2 separate regions of the Danio rerio genome follow, and region 2 is linked to region 1. The links are chromatin contacts, called in public Hi-C maps. All regions are on one chromosome and are shown on one strand. Each heading gives the region's core, a stretch centred on a gene start, on an enhancer-like site or on the middle of the called end of the contact. The rest is flanking DNA. Distances are from core to core; before and after follow the strand shown.

What was found. A called contact is a pair of places that touch in the nucleus more often than the background predicts.
Region 2: a contact with region 1 is called in a Hi-C map of hematopoietic stem cells, with 3 times the contacts expected there. The contact joins the promoter of ccdc85al here to the promoter of cep170ab in region 1. A contact is called at or near these places in 4 of 18 Hi-C or Micro-C datasets (embryo, fibroblasts, hematopoietic stem cells and 1 more) and 1 of 4 datasets of contacts at active chromatin or transcription factors (embryo).

The regions. Positions count from the first base shown.
Region 1 is chr6:7,422,062-7,427,322 of GRCz12tu, reverse strand. It overlaps cep170ab (centrosomal protein 170Ab), which reads left to right and starts at 2,753. Exons shown (of 19, transcript XM_073953595.1): 1 at 2,753-2,822.
Region 2 is chr6:7,709,603-7,714,863 of GRCz12tu, reverse strand. It overlaps ccdc85al (coiled-coil domain containing 85A, like), which reads left to right and starts at 2,189. Exons shown (of 6, transcript NM_001004570.1): 1 at 2,189-2,282; 2 at 2,401-2,829. The coding sequence starts at 2,599. It also overlaps a transcript of sec23b not described here.

The DNA.
Region 1 (5,261 bases), core at 1,504-4,003:
TATGTAAAACATTTATTCTGTCTGGATTTTATTATTATTTATTTATTTATTTATTTATTTATTTATTTTATTATTATTATTTTGCAAATATCAGTAAATAAATATGTTTTTTCTTAATAAAAAGTTATCACTGTATTCCAAAAACACTGGGTTAAAAACTACCCAAATTGGGTTGTTTTCAGCCCAATGCTGGAATATATAAAACAGAATGCATTAGGGGTTAAATTGATCAAAGTATTTGGGTTCTTCATTTTAAGCCAATAGAACATAATAGGTACTTTTCAATTTTTCATTTTATTTATTTTTATTTTTTTGCAAATGTCAATTTCTAATATGTTTTTAATAATAAAAGTTGTCACTGGACTCTAAAAACACTGGGTTAAAGTTACCCAAATTGGGTTGTTTTAAGTCTAACTGCTGGGAAATATATAAAACAGATTGCATTAGGGGTAAATTAATCAAAGTAGTTGGGTTCTTCATTTTAAGCCAGCAAATACAGTTAAAGTCAGAATTATAAGCCCACCTCAATTACTAGACCCTCTGAAGTTTTTTTTTAAACACATTTCTAATTAAAATAGTTTTAATAACTCATCTCTAATAACTGATTTACTTTACCTTTGGCATGATGACAGTAAATAATATTTGACTAGATATTTTTTAAGACTCTTCTTTGGAGCTTAAAGTGACATTTAAAGGCTTAACTAGGTTAATTAGGTTGACTAGGCAGGTTAGGGTAATTAGGCAAGTTAAAATGGTTTGTTCTTTAGACTATTGGAAAAAAATAGCCTATAGGGGCTAACAATTTTGTCCTTAAAATACTGTTTAAAAAATTAAAAACTGCTTTTATTCTCGTCGAAATAAAAAAATAAGATTTTCTTATTATCAGACATACTGTGAAAATGTCCTTGCTCTGTCAAACATAAATTGGGAAATATTTAAAAAAGAAAAAAAATCAAAGGGGGGTAATGATTCTGACTTCAACTGTGTGTGTTTTTTCCTACTCAAAATTTATTATATTTACTCTAATAACAGGTTAACGCTATTTTAAAAATGGGTTGTTATTATTATTATTATTATTATTATTATTATTATTATTATTGCAAATGTCAATACATAAACATTATTTTTAATAGAAAAGTTGCCACTGGACACTAAAACACTGGGGTAAAACTTACTCAAATGGGGTTGTTTAATTAGCATGCTAATCAGAAAACTCAAACTGCATTTTGGATCATGATATTTTTTTGAAGTCAGAAATTCCAGACTAGTGCTAAGCAGGCATGATCAAGTAATGTAACCTATTAACAAACAACATAAACGGACATAAAGAGGACAGAATCCTAACAACATATTTTGTGAGCATTTAAAACTGGGGGTCAATGTTATTCGATCTTGTTTGAGTAGATGCACTTAAGAGAAAAGTAGACAAACTGATTTTTAAGTTGTATTGCGTAGCATTTACATTGTTTTGCTGTACTTTGAAAGGAAATTTAAATAAAACAACTCTGTGTTTATTTTAATGCTCTTAAAAAGATGAGTGGAGTAAACTGACACTACTTAAAATCATTAAGTGCATATAACTTATAATACATATTAGAACAACTCTTATCTTTTAAGTAGAGCTCCCTCAAGTTTTTAAGTATATATTATTTAAAATTTTTAGGGCAACTAGTTTCCTCTTATTTTTTAAATAAACTCAACTTATACAGGCTTAGAGTGTTAGGAAAATTAATTACCATTACATGCAGATGTCAACATAAAACCTTAAAGTTACAAACACTAACTAACTAAATAAATTAATTAATAAATACGTAATTAATAAATAAAATGCAATAATCCATGACAAATCAAATAAATAAAGATTGATGCTGAAAAAAATGTCCCATATAGGAATAAAATACACAGTGATAAACAAAACAAACAAAAAAATCTGCTTTTTCCCTGAACTTATGACCAAGCATGTGAACAATATATAAATATAAATATGCATGCATTCCGATATTGAAAAGGTTTATTGTTGACAGTTCTTTGGGGGGGAAATCTCGACTGTCACGTACAACTTCGCCATCTAGTGTTCAGTGTACTATCATGTTGTTCATTTAATAGGTGGCCAACAGCTGGGGTTTACAGAAATCCTGATTATAGTTACATGAAAAAGGATAGTTTAAAAAGTCTGTCATACTTACCCTTCACTTTTTCTGTTTCATCTGTTCGAACACAAAAGACACTGATATCCATTGACATCAATAATATTAGTTTTTCCTGCTTTGGATGTCAATAGTTACAGATTTCCAGCGTTCTTCAGAATATCTTCTTCGGTGTTCAACTGAAGAAAGAAATTTGTAAAGATTTGGAAACACCCGAGTGAGTAAAAGATTAAGCCTTTGGATGAACTGCTTCATCGATATAGGGCTTATAACCAAATAAACATTCAAGACATATTAATTTACATTTATTCAGCATTTAGGAGTAAGAATAGGCTACACTGAAAAAATGATTCATTGGATTTGTTTAATTTTTTAAAGGTAAGTGGTTGCAAACTATATTTATAAAATAAAATAAATAAAATAAATAAAATAAATAAAATAAATTAGATAAATTAATAAATCTGTAAATTAGATACAAATTAGCGCAAGCATGTGATAAAAATAATGCTGCTGACCACAGGGAGCGCTTGTCATCTTGTTCTTTCTTGACACCGCAGCGCCACCGTGCGTCAAGACGCGCAGCTGCACCTCAGACTGGGCTGGGCAGAGCGCGCCGCTCCGAGCACAAGAGCGCACGGATGTCATTTATGGAATAAACATACTGGGATTTATTAGGTAAGTGATGCGTCCTATTTTCACAAAAACAGACAGATTTTGACTCGTTTTTAATTTTAGCAGCAAACATTTCGCTTGATGGAAATTGGTAATTAGCTGTCATGAGCTCTACATGCTACCGATCCGGCCTATTACGGACTGGAGGTCTGTGACAGGGCATGATACGTGATGAAAACAGAAGCACGGTTATTAGAAAAATATTTAGGCCTTTGTATGCGTCGATTTTCAGGTTTTCTCCTCTTGAGCAAAATATTGCGTACTGTGAGTAAATGCGCATCGTTATGCCTTTAAAACAGCTATCAGAATATGCGAAGGGTGTAGAGTGAGCGACTGTCTCTCAGAATAAACATCAGATCTGTCATTACCGGTGAAGAACAAGGCCAGTGCTTGAAGGCAGAGGCGGAGACTGACGCTCCGCTCACACGCAAATGATGCGTTGCTTAGATGATGATGATGATGATGATGCATATTCACTCAGCATGTGTGATTATAACCTAAATATTCCAGCTCAGATAAAAAAAAACATGCTACATTTACCTAAAAGAAAATTAGCCGTAAATGAAGCTTATATACGAATGGAATTTTGCATTAAATGAGATCGGAACATCTCGCGTTATATCGACGTGAATTTGGTCGATCGACGTTTGTAAATGCATTGCTTATTGATATAATTTATGCATCATGTTCTTGTCAGGATCCCTGATATTTATTGCCTTTCTTGTGGATTTTGCTTCTGTCATTCTGAGTCTCTTTCTGTACACTCTCAGAAATAAAGGAGAGCTGGTGGTACCTTTTCAATAGGTACACATTTGTACTTAAATGATCTATATTGGTACCTCAAAAGTATATATTAGTACCTAAAGCATTTAGGAGGTACAATTTTGTACATTTTAGGTACTAATATATATCCCTGATGTAATAATATGGACTTTTTAAGTGCAAATGTGTACCTTTTGAAAAGGTACCACCCTAGTGACAGCTCTCCTACCTTTCTTTCTGAGAATGTACTGTTAAAATTCAGAATCAAAGAGCTGGCTAAAATAAAGTATAGCCTCATTTAGTACAGAGCTGAACAAGAATTATGTTAAGGCACAGGATGTCAACAACTTCGTGGGGATGTTGGATTTTGTTTGGAAATGAAAATCAGATTGACATCAGAACCCAACGTAATGTCTAACCTAAAATCAACCAAATATCAATGTCTAGCATGTTACACCTTGACATTGTGTGGACGTTACCACTATGACATCTAATCAGATGTTGAATTTTGGTCACTTTCCAACACAATCTAAAATTAACCAAATATCAATGTAATTTGACGTCGTTATTGGACGTCAAAGTAACGTTGTCCTTAGACCCTGACTAGACATTGAAGTTTGGTCACCTAACGTCATGATCTAAATCTAACCTAATATTAACTTCTTATGATGTTGTGTACCTGCTGGGAATCAATCAGCCGATTAATCAATCGATCTGTCAATCAATCAATCAATCAATCACAGGTATATTTCCAAAAGTAGGTATTTACCCTGGTTCTAAATTAAGTTAATATAGAATATCTTCAAAACTTTAACTGAAGTAGTATTTCAAACTAGCTAGCATGTAAGCTATGTCAGATGATAATTAAAGGCTTAGTTCACCCCCCAAAAAAAGAAAAGAAAATTCTGTTATTAATTACTCACCCTCTGGTCGTTCCGAACCCTGAGATCTTTGCTCATCTTCTGAGCGCATAGATATTATAGATGAAATATGAGAGATTTCTGATCCTCCATGTACAGCAACGGTCCTGACACGTTCAAAGTCCAGAAGAGAAACCAAAAACATTGTCAACGCACTCAGCAGTTCAACTGTTATCACACAAAGCTCCAAGAACCCAGTTAAACCAAAGAAATTGGTCTGATGAACAAATTCCAAGAGTCACAATTAAATAAAGCTACATTTAATGAAGAAAATAGTTTGCCGTTTCATCAGCTTCAACACTCGCAAAGAGTACAGTCTGAAATCAACAACAATTACACTCTAGAAGGTCACTGACTACGTCATAAGTCTAGGTAGGAAGATCCTGCTTGGTCGAAACATAGATAAACGTAAGCAATCTCACCACATAGACGCAATAACTGAAGTATATCTTCACGATTATTTAGGCGACAGCAGGCAGAGGTCAGACAAAGCAGGTCATCCAGAAGGCTATTTGGAGAGAAGATGACCAGACGTGACGCATAGTCATTTGAACACACACATAGCAGAAGTGTTGGTACTTTAAAGTTGACTTACACTGTAGCAGGCTTCTTATCAGAATAGTGAAATAAGCACAGTCTACTACAACAGACTCACAGCAGAATCACTTTATTTCTGAAAAAATACAGAAAACCAACATAGGCTCAATCTCAAAACGTACCTCTATATACATTTCTGGAGATCACAAATTAAGTAGCCAAG
Region 2 (5,261 bases), core at 940-3,439, 290 kb before region 1:
AAAATGATTTAGCCCACATCAAAATATAGCTAATGAGAGCTGTAGACTTGTTACCAATTCATAACTCCTTAATTTTAGCACACACCCACATGGTTCTTTAAAAGACTATGGTAATTTGTAGTAAATAGTGCTTTTGAACTTATATTAGTATTTTTTTCGTTTGTAGAAGGCTAGTATCAGGCTTCTAAACTTCTAAAAAATGACTATGGTAATTTGTAGTAAATTACCATAGTGTTTTTGAACCATAGAAAAGTTTATTATACTGCATATATTAGTATTTAAGCAGTTGTTATTTGTGGAATGTAAGTATCTTATGCTTCTAAATATCTAAAAATTACTATGATAAATAAATAGTCTACTATTAGAATCATAGAAACGTGTATCTGCATATATAAGCATTTAAGCCTCTTTTTTCATTTGTAGAATGCTATCATAATAGTAAATAGCTAGTATAGTGTTTTTGAACAACAGAAAAGTTTAATATACTGCATATATTAGTATTTTTTTTCTTTTGTAGGAGGCTAGTATCATATATAAACTTCTAAAAAACGACTATGGTAATTTGTAGTCAATATATTGCTTTTAAACCATAGAAAAGTTTATTATACTGTATATATAATAGAAAGTTTATTATACCATATATATATATATATATATATATATATATATATATACACACACACACACACACACACACACACTAGATATATAGCTAGTATCATATGTTTTTAAAATGACAACGGTAATTTGTAGTAAATAGCCTACTATAGTGTTTTAAACCATATAAATGTTTATTAAATATATTAGTATTTAAGCAGTTTAATAGGCTAGTGTTATATGCTTCTATGAATGACTATGGCAATTTGTAGTAAGTAGCTACTATAGTGTTTTTGAACAATAGAAAAGTTTATTATACTGTATATATTAGCATTTAAGAATTTTTTCCCCATTAGTAGAACACTAGTATCATATGCTTCTGAAAAATGACAATGGCAATTGGTAGTAAAAAGCTATAGTGTTTTTGAACCATATAAATGTTTATTAAACTGCATATATCAGTATTTAAGAAAATTTTTTTTCATTTGCAGAAGGCGAATATCACATGCTTCTAATATGATAATTTGTAGGAAATAGCTATAGTGTTCTAACCAATAGAAGAGTTTATTATACTGCATATATCAATATTTAGGAGGATCTTTTTTCATTTGTAGAATGCTATCATGCTTCTTAACTTCTAAAAATTGACTAATTTGTAGTAAATATAGTGCTTTTAAACCATAGAAAAGTTTATTATACTGCATATATCAGTAATGTTTTTTTCTTTAGAAATAGTAAATGATAGTAAATCATTAGTAGAGAGCTTATATCTATGCTTCTAATAAACTTGTATTGTAATTGGTAGTAAATAGATTATTATAGTGTTTTTGAACCAAAAACGTTTATTATACTGCCTATATTAGTTAGCGTTTTTTTTTATTTGTAGAATGTTAGTATCTTATGGTTCTAAACATCAAAAAATGACTATGATAATTCTATGGACTCTATGGACGTCTGTTTGAATAGGGTTGGAGCTAAACTATGCAGGGCACTGGCACTCCAGGATCAAGTTTGCCCACACCTGGGCTAGTATCACATACTTCTAAACTTCTATAAATGACTATGGTAATTTGTAGTAAATAGCCTATTATAGTGTTTTTGAACCATAGAAAAGTTCATTACACTGCATATATTAGTATTTAAGCCTCTTTTTTCATTTGTAGAAGGCTAGTATCATATACTACTAAACTTCTAATAATGACTATAGTAATTTGTAGTAAATAGCGTTGTGTTTTTGAAATAGAATAGTTTATTAAACTGCATATAAAGAGACTAAGCCGAAAAGAAAATGAATGAATGAATGAATGAATGAATGAATGAATGAATATTAGCCTACCTAGTATTTAGACATTTTTTTCTGGTGTAGAAGACTGTGTTAACGAGTCAATAGATGGCGCTAGATACAAACTTAAATGGAACTTGAACAACAGCATCACCTCTCGGCCACTCGCGCACACAAACATGCACGACACACACAAACGGAGATAGAGAGAGAGAGAGAGAGAGAGAGAGAGAGAGAGAGAGAGAGAGAGAGAGAGAGAGAGAGAGAGAGAGAGAGAATGAATTTACCCATTCGCTGCAGTCACGCTCATTTCTCCGGAGCTCGGGCTGAGGATGCTGCCGTCTCTCCTCCATATCCACGAGGATGCAGGAGCGCGCAGAGGCGGACGGGGGCGAGCGCACCGGGCCGCCTAAACCCACCCACATCTCACCGGCGATCATACACCGTCACTTTTCCAAACTTACAAGAACTATGCACGGGAGCCGGTGCTGAACAAATTGGGCGGACTCGCTCTATATGCCGGCCTTCCTTCTGCTCATCAGCTGTTGCTGCTTTGGGAAAAGTCGAGGCGACTCCCACTGTAAGGGCATCGGATACGAGCATCTCTACACGATGCGTCCTCAGTCTCCCTGACTCCTCCTGACACTGCCTGCCTGCCTCATTAATATTTGATCTGGTACCACAGCAGCAGAAGCAGCAGCAGCAGCTCGCCTCTTCTAATGGAGAATTCTCCACAAGCACAGCCTGGATCCAAGGCGCCGGAAAGTCCAGCAGAAGACATCGCCAACCTCACGGACGAAGAGCTCCTCCAATGGAGCAAAGAGGAGCTGGTGCAGCGGCTCCGGAGGTGTGAAGCCGATAAAATGAGCGTCATTCTGGATCACAGTAATCTGATTCGGGAGGTGAACCGCAGCCTGCAGCTGCATCTGAACGAGATCCGGGGGCTGAAGGTGAGCAGATGAGATCATGGGCGTCTGGAGCACACCTGCGCTCTCCGAGGAGGCGCCACAAGCTCTTGGGTGCACATTATTCATCCTGTAGGAATAACGCCTACTACTGTTGTCTTATGTGCCTGTTTTTTTATTTAAAGCTTCCAAACTTGGCAAGAAGCACACACATTAGTGGCATTGTTTTGATACCAGAACCACATTTTCGTTTTTTTTTATTTATTTTTTTTATATATTGCAGTGTTAAGACACCTGTTGTGTATGAATGTGACCTTTTTCTAATTTTAATATTGAATGTTGCAGAATATTTTTACTCTAAATGATCTAGGAAGACATTATCACAAATGTATTTTTAAACCAGCTGATATTTTTGTCTGTAAAATGCAAATTTGGATTTTTCACATATTTATTTACCTTAAAGGGATAGTTCACCCAAATATTACAATCTACTTACTATTTACTCATCTTTGAGTGGTTTCAAACCATGCATCCATACCAAACCATCATGAGTTTCTTTATTCTGTTGAACACAAAAGAATATATTTTGAAGAAAGCTGAAAACCGTTAACCAATGACTTCCATAGTAGCAAAAACAAATACTATAGAAGTCAAGGGTTACAGGTTTTCAAAATTTTTCTTTTGTGTTCAGAGGTAGAAACATTTGAGTGAACAAGTGAACAATAAATAAATAATGTCAGAATTGACATTTTTGGGAGAACTATCCCTTTAAGAACATGTTTTTAGAAAAAAGATAAGATATTTTAAGTTTTATAATAATAGTCCATACATCTTTCACAATACATCAGTCATACAATATAAGTTGTCATTTGCTACAAATATTTCAATGCTCTGAATGTTTAATCACATAGCAAAATTTCTCTGGCCCAGATTTGGCCCACACAATCAGAATTACAGTGCATGACTGGACCAATTCTGGCTATCAGACAAGGGCCAAACATGGACCATATCTGGGTCAAGTCTTAGCCAAATTAATGAACTGGGCCAAATACACAACTAGTTTAAACTACTTAATTAAAATGAGCTGAAACAACACAATTTTTGAGATTTCATTTGGGACAACTTAATTTTTTTTATGTTCAATCCACATAATTTTATTAGAAGTGTCAAGTTAACTTAATCGATTTGTGTTAGGACAACACGAATGAATTGTGTGGAACCCTGCATTTTTTACAGTGTATGTTGGTGTGTCACGACTGCAATGAAATTCATAAACCCAGGAAGCATTGCGCTTTGGGCACGTTTTGAATGTTTTTTTTTTTGGAAGTGAACTGATTGGTAGATTTTTTCTTTACCCAAATCATTTAAATGTATTTAAAATGTGGGTCGAAAAAGACTAAACCTATGTGACCCACATTCATTCATTCATTCATTCATTCATTCATTCATTCATTCATTCATTCATTCTTTAGTTCGTTCCTTCCTTCCTTCCTTCCTTCCTTCCTTCCTTCCTTCATTCATTCATTCGTTCATTTGTTCATTCATTCATTCATTTTCTTTTCGGCTCAGTGCCTTTATTAATCTGGGGTCGCCACAGCATAATAAACCGCCAACTTATCCAGCATATGTTTTACGCAGCGGATGCCCTTCCAGCTGCAACCCATCACTGGAAAACATCCATACACACTCATTCAAACACATACACTAGACAATCTAGCTAACCCAATTCACCTAAACCACATGCTTTTGGACTTAGGGAAACCGGAGCACCCAGAGGAAACCCACGCCAGCACGGGGAGAACATGCAAACTCCACGTGGCCCACATATACATTTTTAAAATCTGGACCAAATACTACATGTGACATCTGGCCCATGTCTTGTGTGTGGCCTTAAAGACGGCGCCACCTCTGCCAAACCCGGGTTATGTTTGGCCCACATGCTGTATGCCAGTGCAGGATGAATGTCTGCTGTGCCAGCTTTATGCCAAAAGTGGGCCAGAATGCTTTGCTACCTGGGTGGTTTATCAACTTCAATCATCAGTGTTGATGCATCATGCCAAGTTTGATATCATTGAAGCCAAATGTCATTGGTTCGCACATGTGTCTGATGAACTATTGCTTTAATTGAACTCTTTATGTCAGGTAGATGTTTGCCAAGCTCGTCACCTAAGAAAATCACAGCTTTAGGGTATGTTTACATGCCAATAATTAACCAAAGGTGGAAATGATTTTTTATTTGCATTAATGCTTATAATTTAGCTTAGGTTAAATATTAAAATACTGTCAAAATGATCTGTGAGATCTATTAAAATCACATTAATCTCCATCATGGCAGACCAGTAGTTGGCGATTTCACAATGTTTCAAGAGTTCACACTTAGCTGATAATCGATAAAGCGTATTTGGCATGCTGTCCCAGGAGAGAGCCCTGAGCTCGTAATATCCTCGAGCCCGGGGCTCCCTCCCGTTAGAAGGGCG